Linked DNA regions of Mus musculus: all the other regions are linked to region 1. A link is a contact called in public Micro-C and promoter capture Hi-C data. All regions are on one chromosome and are shown on one strand. The core of a region is the stretch at or near the end of the contact, and the rest is flanking DNA. Distances in the headings are between cores, read along the strand shown.

The links. Promoter capture Hi-C pulls out the DNA fragments that hold promoters and counts their contacts. A called contact is a pair of places that touch in the nucleus more often than the background predicts.
Region 2: a contact with region 1 is called in a promoter capture Hi-C map of pre-B cells. The contact joins the promoter of Calhm2 here to the promoter of Cnnm2 in region 1. A contact is called at or near these places in 5 of 39 promoter capture datasets (the C10 cell line, hippocampal neurons, neural stem cells and 2 more), 1 of 484 Hi-C or Micro-C datasets (embryonic stem cells) and 3 of 115 datasets of contacts at active chromatin or transcription factors (embryonic stem cells and large pre-B cells).
Region 3: a Micro-C map of embryonic stem cells shows a contact between it and region 1, with 5 times the contacts expected there. The contact joins the promoter of Neurl1a here to the promoter of Cnnm2 in region 1. A contact is called at or near these places in 12 of 39 promoter capture datasets (the C10 cell line, the HPC-7 cell line, the SN4741 cell line and 6 more), 1 of 15 datasets of contacts at CTCF or cohesin (embryonic stem cells), 8 of 484 Hi-C or Micro-C datasets (embryonic stem cells, palatal mesenchyme and pre-B cells), 5 of 115 datasets of contacts at active chromatin or transcription factors (embryonic stem cells and stem cell-derived neural progenitor cells) and 1 of 9 other capture datasets (embryonic stem cells).

The regions. Positions count from the first base shown.
Region 1 is chr19:46,760,258-46,762,957 of GRCm38.p6, reverse strand. It overlaps Cnnm2 (cyclin M2), which reads right to left and starts at 1,349. Exons shown (of 8, transcript NM_033569.3): 1 at 1-1,349. The coding sequence starts at 1,185.
Region 2 is chr19:47,136,956-47,139,655 of GRCm38.p6, reverse strand. Calhm2 (calcium homeostasis modulator family member 2) reads left to right here and starts at 1,362. Exons shown (of 3, transcript NM_133746.5): 1 at 1,362-1,751.
Region 3 is chr19:47,177,402-47,180,180 of GRCm38.p6, reverse strand. Neurl1a (neuralized E3 ubiquitin protein ligase 1A) reads right to left here and starts at 1,361. Exons shown (of 6, transcript NM_021360.4): 1 at 630-1,361. The coding sequence starts at 714.

The DNA.
Region 1 (2,700 bases), core at 100-2,599:
TTTGCTAACCGGATAAGAAGCGGGGAATGTCATCATCATGAAAAACTTGGTGAGGAAGATGGTGTTGGCCCCTACCGCCAGGCCGTGTCGGGAGCAGATGGCTTGGGGCACGATTTCTCCGAAGATGACGATGCCAATGGTGGAGACCACCACCGCCACAAGGCCTGAGCCCGCAATGTCGTCCAGCAGGATGGTGAGCGTGGTGTTGACCAGTACGTTGCCCAGCAGCAGCGAGCACAGCAGGTAGTTGCCCTGCCTGCGCACCGGCTCGATGCGCTTGGCATAATTCTTCTCTTTCTCCGTGCCGCAGTTTTGCACGATGCGCAGCTCCATCGGGTCCAGAGCCATGAGCCCCAGGTTGAGGCCGCTGAACATGCCCGACAGGCACAGCAGCAGCGAGATGAAGATCACTTGCAGCCAGAAGGGCAGCAAGAACTTCTTCTCCTCGCCCACTATCATCTTGGTGTCCTCACCGTCGTGGTAAATCCAGGTGGTCTCGGCCCACGGAGGAGGCGGGAGTCCGGCCACCCCCGCGCCACCCTTGCCCCCGACGGTGCCACTCGCAGACCCGGAGCCGCCGGCGCCTAGTGCGGGCGTGGAGAGAGACGTGCACAGGTAATAAGACTTGCTCTTCTCCATCTTGCGCAGCGGTTTAATCTCGATCTCGATGATGCCCGATGTGCGGCGATTGAGAATGATGTGGGGCAAGATGATGATGTCTGAGGTGCGGATGCCGCAGCGCTGGGGGCCGCTGTCCGGCTCCGGAGGCGCGGGGCCCCCCAGCCCACGCTCGCTGGGTGTGTGCCGGCGCCGCTCGTGCTCAGTGAAGGCGATGCGGGACCACGTCTCGTTGTTGATGTTCTGCCCGTACACCCGCAGCTTGACCCGGGTCCGCTCGCTCACCCGCAGAGCACCCCCTTCCATGAACGACACGTCGTTCGTATCCTCCAGCCGCAGCCCGATGATCACGGTCTCCTCGTTCTCGCCGGCCGCTGTGCAGCCGCCCGCTCCCCAGCAGCAGCTCAGCAGTAGCAGCGGCAGCAGCCGGCCCGCAGCTGCTTGCAGGACCCCCCGGCCGCGGGCACTGAGGCTGCGGCGCGCCGCCATCTTCCAAGTGGGCAGTGCGGCGGCTGCCTGCCCGCCCGCCATCTTTACTTCGGGTTCACAAGCGCCACAGCCAATCATAGGGTGGCTGCTCCAGCTGAGGCTTCATCCTTCCCACCCGGCGGCGCGAGCGCAGGCACCGGCGCCCGAGCAGGACTGCAACCGCGCGTTCGCGCCCAGCCCTTAGCTGTCCTTCTCTCTGAATGACACTGATTCGGACTGAGCCAGCTGAGGAACCCCCGGGCTCGAGGGAGGAGGGAGCGGAGGGAGGGGCGTGCTAGCCTCTCCCGCGAGAGGCAGGTCTGCCAGCCAATCAAGAGCGGGTGCCCGCCTTCCCAGCCAGGGGGCTGGAATGGGGGCGTGGTCGCAGTCGGCGTGCCGCACCAATGGCACGGGAGGTGGGCGGGGAGATGAGGGCCACTGTCCTCCTCTGCATGCCAAGTTTCCAACTGAAAGGCGCGTGACTCTTGTGTATGCGCGGGGAGGAGGCGTGGCCATCCCGGATGCAAGAGCCAGTCAAAGATGAGCGCTGTAGGGATGGGGGCGTGGTCTTCCTCCAGGCGGCCAATGAAAGGGAGCGGTCCGCGGGTGCGGCGCTCCCTGTGGGGTCTCTGTAGTAGATCCTCGCGCGCGGCTTGGCAGCCCTGCAATACTGCCCTGAGGCGCGAGGCCTCGGGTCCTTGCTGCAGGGACTTGCGGGCTCCACGGGGCTCCGTGTCGCCGCAGAATGGGCTGAGCCCTCCTTCCCTGGGAGCACCAGAGCCGGACTGGAGACAGCTTACGATGCACATAGCCTAAAACCAAATCGGGATACTAGTCAAGCCCCCCAGCCCACTACCCCTGCATGCGGTTCCTCTGGAGATTCGCGGTGACAGGGTGGCCCTAGCAACGCCGAGGACCTGCGGTCTCCGTGACTCTGTGAGCCCTCAGCTGCTCACGATCATGTGGCGCCACCTGCCGGCCCTCACGGACGACCTTTGCTGTTTTCTAGCTCTCAACAAACCTCTCAAAGTGTGGTCAGCTTCCCAAACTTTGTCATCACAGGGATTCTCCTGTAGTCCTGCTATAATCACAGAATGAGATGGACCCTATTTTTGGTTTTGTTTTGTTTTGTTTTGTTTTGTTTTTTAACGTGCACCCAGGCAATTTGGGGAAATAGGAAGGGGAGAGCAACCTGAGAAGGCCCATGAAAGCTTATTATGAAATGCACAGGTCAAACGCTGTTAGCTCCGGAGAAGATTCATTGTGGAGCACAGCTCACCAGGACTCTCAAGTCCATTGCATCAGACTAGATGCGGTAGCACAGTAGCTCCCAAACTGAACTTTCTGCCTCCCAACTGAAGCGCGTTTTAAAATGTTTTTCCTGATCTTACTTTGTATTCCATAAACACAATACTCTTCCTTTTTTGTGAACACCCACAGTGTTTTTTATAATTTCCAGGACGAGTGATTTCTGGGCTCATTTCAGCGGTATCCTCGCAATTCTCTCTTTTTTTTTTTTTTTTTTTTTTGTTGTTTTGTTTTGTTTTGTTGTTGTTTACAGGGTTTCTCTGTATAGCCCTGGCTGTCCTGGAGCTCACTTTGTAGACCAGGCTG
Region 2 (2,700 bases), core at 113-2,612, 380 kb before region 1:
TTTTAGAGATCAGGGAAAACAAGCTTGGGGAACAGCCAGGGGCTTTACCTTCCAGGGAGAAACATTCTAAGTCGGGGTCTCACACACCATGCGTAAAAGCGTGTGGCACGCAGCAGACACTTGGAGCTGTGTGGTTAAGGTGCTCATTCCTTTCGGAACTCATGACTGCTTGCTCTCCTCTCCCCTGAACCCGACCAAGGGATGGGACAGGACAGGAATACTTAGCTGCTGTCTTGTCCAAGAAAAGAAAGTAGAAGTGCAGACAGTTTCTTGTTTCCTGGCCCCATCTTCCAGCCCCTTGGCCTGCCTATCTCAGAGCCCACCTCCACTCTCAGCTGGGACCCAGGTGCCACAGGGAACAGGAAGTTGAACTTAACCCCAGATCCGAATAAAGGGACCAAATGAATACAGACCAAGTGTGTGTGTGTGTGTGTGTGTGTGTGTGTGTGTGTGTGTGTGTGCACGCGTGCACTTGCAGGGTGGGGTGGGGCACCCACAGGGGATAAGGTGCCAGAAAGTGCTCAGAGGAACAGACGTGAGGGAAGCTTTGGTGAGACCTAACTCCAGAGTGGTGGGAGCTCAGGCAAGTCCCCCACCCTGTAAAGTGCTTCTTGGAAAGGCACGGGTACCGATTGCTCTCCATTTATCCCTGCTACACAGACAAGCCAGACTCAGGAGGGTGTGGCTTGTCCCTGCTCAGTGTGAATCCCACTGTCCCAGCCCTGGAGAGCTGATGGCCGTGAAGGCTATCTCTCCCAATCTTAGGAGCCACTGAGGCCATCTTGACACTCTCCCTGTCAGTGGACTTGACTCATGACTTGTGAGCTCCCAGAGACGACTCTAGGGGCAGGCGGTGCAGTTTAAGAGATCCTGTCTCCCTTTAATTTCTACCTAAGACCAGCCTCTGCCTTAGGAGTTCTAGATACCCAGATGGGGACAGTACCTAGGAGTTAGATGGACTATGATGGGAAGGTCCTCTTCTGGGGATGGCAGGTACAGGCAAAGGCAGGATGCGCAGAGAGAGGAGGGGAGGAGGGGACCAGGGTCTTGACCAGGAGTTTGCAATCTGGAGCATCACCATCAATCCTGAACACCCACCTCTCCCCTGACTCTGCAGGGAACTCCTCCCGCAGCTTCTGCCAGGTGGGTGTCAAGTACGGGGGATGTTCTTCTAACTGGCCTGGAGGGCAAGCCTAGGCAAGATCTCCTTGAGGGCCCTGCCTGGCAACTGCCTAGACCTTCCCAGATGGCCCCCGAGGGGTGCTCAGGGTAGAGTCAAGGCAGGGCCAGTAGGGCCAGCCACAGCGGGCCCAGAGGCGGGCTGGGACAGGACGCAGCATCGGAGACCGCTTCTCCACTTCCTCTGTTTCTGCCTCGCGCCGCCCTCAGCAGCCCTCCCTCTTCTGCCTGGCGCCAGGAGGCTGTTTTTCCATTCTCTGGCTAGAAAGTTCCACGCCACTGTTTCTTTCTCTCTCTTTTCTGGAGTTAAATTTGTCTGCAGATGCCTGCACTTCATCTGTAGACGCCTCCAGTTAAGTTTGTTTGTAACTGGGCCCAAAGCTCCGTTGCGTTGCGTTCAAACGCTGGGCCCGGATCCTACGCGGACCTGGGTGCAAAAGCAAAGCCGGCAGTGAACCCCGTGAGGCCACTTTGCCTCGCGGTCAGGAGCACCTTCCCAGTGTCTGCGGGAGCCCACACTGCTGTCAATCCATCAGGAATCCAAGGCCACGGGGGCCTGCAACCAGCCCTAGGTAAGGAGGGGCCCTTTCCTGGAGTGTGCAGCTGTTAAAGGAGCCGGCAGCCTCTAGAGACTATCTGGAGGGAACTCCGGGAAGAACACGGAAATGATGCTTCCCCCACCCCCAGCTGTCTGTCTCCTGTCCTTGGGAAGAGCCCCCCCCCCCCCCATGATAATCTCAGAGGATGGCCGGGTCCCAGCTCTGCTCCATCCCTATGCTATCTGTCAGGCACTGTGTTCCCCATGTGAGGGTGGGTTTAGGATCCCAAGACCACCCCAAGGAGCAAATGGGTGCCTAGCAGCCAAGAAGGGAGGGAGGGAGAAGATGGAGTTGCCTGTTAGCCTGTTTATGGCCAGCAACAGGACAAAGTTCTTTCCTTGTGGGATTATTTAGAAGCTCTGGGCTCTGAACCGGGGAGTCAGACAGTCCTCCCTCCTCCCAGAGCCCACATGGCTCTGCCTGTGCCAGATGGCATCCTCGGCAGAGGCGGCAACAGGAAAAGAGAAGTGAATATAACCCAGAAAGACTTAGCACAGGCTTCCCCTATCTCTCTCCACAGCCTGACCTCTCTCCACTCACAGGCTTCATCTGGCTTGGAGAGCTGTTTCTTTTGGTGTCCCCCCCACCGCACCCCACCCCACCCAGTGCCTGTTCTCCTGATGGGGGTGGACATGGGGCCACACCCTGACTGTCTCTCTGGCTGTATGGGTGGAGTCTGGGAAGGGAATTGGGGCTAAACTTCCAAAGAGCCTGAGGCCATGGCCTCTTCTGGCACAGAGCCATCTCTGCTGAGGTCATGAAGCAGAAGAGGGCAGATAAGTACAGCGAGCCTGAAACCCCGCTGAAGCTACCTGTGGCTCCTTGGGGCAGAGATTCTGCAGGCTGCTGCATGGAGAAAGCAATAAGGAGAGCAAGGTCTGGAGGCCATGAACAGAGGGAGCTAGTTTAGCTCTGACACATT
Region 3 (2,779 bases), core at 112-2,611, 420 kb before region 1:
CTGTTTGGAAGCTCCCTTCCCCTCTTTCTAGGGTTCAGACCAGATACTTTGTCTTTGGATGCACAAAACAAACAAACAAACAAATAAACAAACAAAACCAAACAACCTGACTCAGACGGTGCAAAAGATCACCCACTTGCAAAGACCCCGGGAGCACGCGTCTGCCCTTCTAGTCCTGAATCTCTAAGACCCTCTGCTTGGAAATGCAACTAGTGCTTCCAGCGGGATCTCCCCCAGCCCTAGGCAAATGCAAAAAAGACCACAATGACTCTCTTGGGAGGCTCATCTGGAAAAACCTAGGTTTCCCTCCACACTGCCCTATCCAGCCGGCAAATGTTTTTCCCACCTCTTCTCACCGCTTAGCATCACTGGAGGGGACTCCAGTGACGTTGCCAGGGCAGATAAGGAGAATTGCGCAGACCCCCACCGACCGCCATCCTCCCTCATCTCCACCATCAGCACCGGTCAGCTGCCACCACAGCCCACCTCCACTGTCAGAAGCGCCTCTCCCGCCCTCCAAATGCACACAACAGGTGGCACCTGCCGGTCGTCCCCAACCGCACCCCTGCCCACCACTCCACCTGCGCCGCAACCCTCCCTGCAATTGCTCCCCGGTCAGCGAAGCCTACCTTTGAGGTTCTGGGGGTGGCCCCGCGACGCGCGGCTCGGGTTTCCTCGCTGCAGAGAGGAGACACTGGAGAAGTTGTTACCCATGGCATCGGCCCCCCGGGGGTGCTCCGGCGGGAGCCAGGCAAGGCTGGGCAGGAGCGGAGGAAAGGTGTGCAAGTGTGTGCGCGCGCGGGTGCGCGCTGCCAGGGGAGGGCCCTGGCGGGGCTGCGACCGGGGGCGGGCGGTTTGCTGTCTCCGGCTCTCCCTGGGCTTGGCGGTCTTCGCTCGGCGGGTCCTGCCCGCCGTGGGGGTCCTCGCGCCACCCGGCTACCGGGCTCCCATGCCCCGCGCCCGGGGCGGCCCGGCCCCTGGGCCCCGGCCCGCGGCGCGAGCCGCTGCGCTCTGCCTGGTGCTGGAGCTCGGATTCCGGCTGCGGGTGGGCGGCGCAGCGGCGGCGCGCTCCCCGCGGGCCATAGAGTCGGGGCTCGGCGCGCGGCTGCTCGGAGGCTCGTCGGCGGGCTCGGTCCCCGCCCGCGGGGACGGCCGCGGCGACGTGCGTGGCGCCCTCCCGCCCGCGGGTGAGCTTGCAGCGCCCGGCTCGTGTGGACCGCCCCCGCTCCCGCCAGGTCCCTCCCGAGGCCGCCGCCCCCAACCCCCGCCCTAGCGTCGCCAGGACTCCGGGGCTCCGGTTGTTATGGCGACAGCTGCGCAGGTTAATGAGCGTCTTAGTGACACGCGCGCGCCCGCTCTGCCAGATGTGGGTCTCGGGGCGCGCCGCGTTCCCGCTGGCTATAAGTTCTCGAAGGCGCGCGGGACCCAGGGTTGGGGGCGGCACTGCTCCGGACCTGACGTCAGGAATAGATGGGAGCTTCGGAGGTTGAGCGTCTCCCTGTCCTGGGACATAGAACCTGAAAACAAGAGGAAGAGGACCGCCACAACGCTGGGAGCCCCGGAGCCAGGGCGTGGCGAGGTAGCCCTAATGGAGGCTCCCTAGCACGGGATTCAGGGCCTGGCACGTGTTAAAACGCTCAGGAGTGAGTGGATAATGAATTAAGACAATTGAGATCAGGAATACAGTCACCTCCCCTTCGCTGTAGTTGGAACTTCCAATCAGAACCCCAGTCAGACCATTTCCTGACTGTTCAAACATCCTTTGCATGTTCAAGAACGGAGAACCACAAGACCAGAAGCAAGCCGATGGGACCCAGCTCAGGTACAAACCATGAGAGAGATATCGGTTCCAAGTTGAATTATTCTGTCAGCTGGAAAACTAAGAGATTGGGGAAGGGATAGAGGGGGTGCTATAGCCTATAGTAGACCAAGGTGGCTTCCTCGAGGAAGGGGGCAGTCTGTAAATGTCCTGTTCACGTGACTCTTCCATCTGTGTAGCTCAGCACTGCTACCTGCAGGAGGGACCAGGAAGTCATCTTGGATCTGGGGCGGTTATTTCTCCCAGTGTATCATGGGGGAGAAGACAGTCCGTCTGTCCATCTCACACCTTCATCAGCCTTGCTGCTTCTCGGGGCCATCGCTCACTCTAACCGGACTTTCCCAACTCGGATCCAGAGTGAGCCCTGGGTCATGAGTGGGACACAGACATCTCCTCCATCCTTTTCTGGAAGTTTCTCCATAGGACCCATCCTCAATGTGTAGGCACAGCTCTTTCCTGACCACCCCAGCTAAGCATCTCTGCCTCTCTCTATCATTCTCCATAGGGTCATCCCATTCTCTTCGTGGCTTTTATATGACTTTGCCTAAAAGTAGCCTTTTCTGCTTGGTTAGATTCGGCTTCTCTTGATAGAGAATAAGCTTGCTGAGGGGAGAGTCGGCCAGCCACTTTCCTCACAGTGTTCTAGCTCCCAGGGCAGGGACATGCGGATTCTCAGAAGTATTTGTACAGTGAATGGATCCCCATGCCTGCCAGCAGTAAAATCCTACTGTGATCTTTAGACATCATCTCTGATCCCCTTTAGCCCCCTGTCCTGCCTTTTACTCTCCTCTGATTGCACATGTTATATCCTTAAGTTTCAGAGACTCCAGGCAAGCTAGAAATACCTGTGAAAGGTATGCTCTGGTGTTTGAGGAGAAAGACAACCAGGCCCCCAGTCCCAGCCCCAGCCCCAAGCCTCTGGGGTGCCTGGGATCAGGTGCTGACTGGCTACAGAATGGT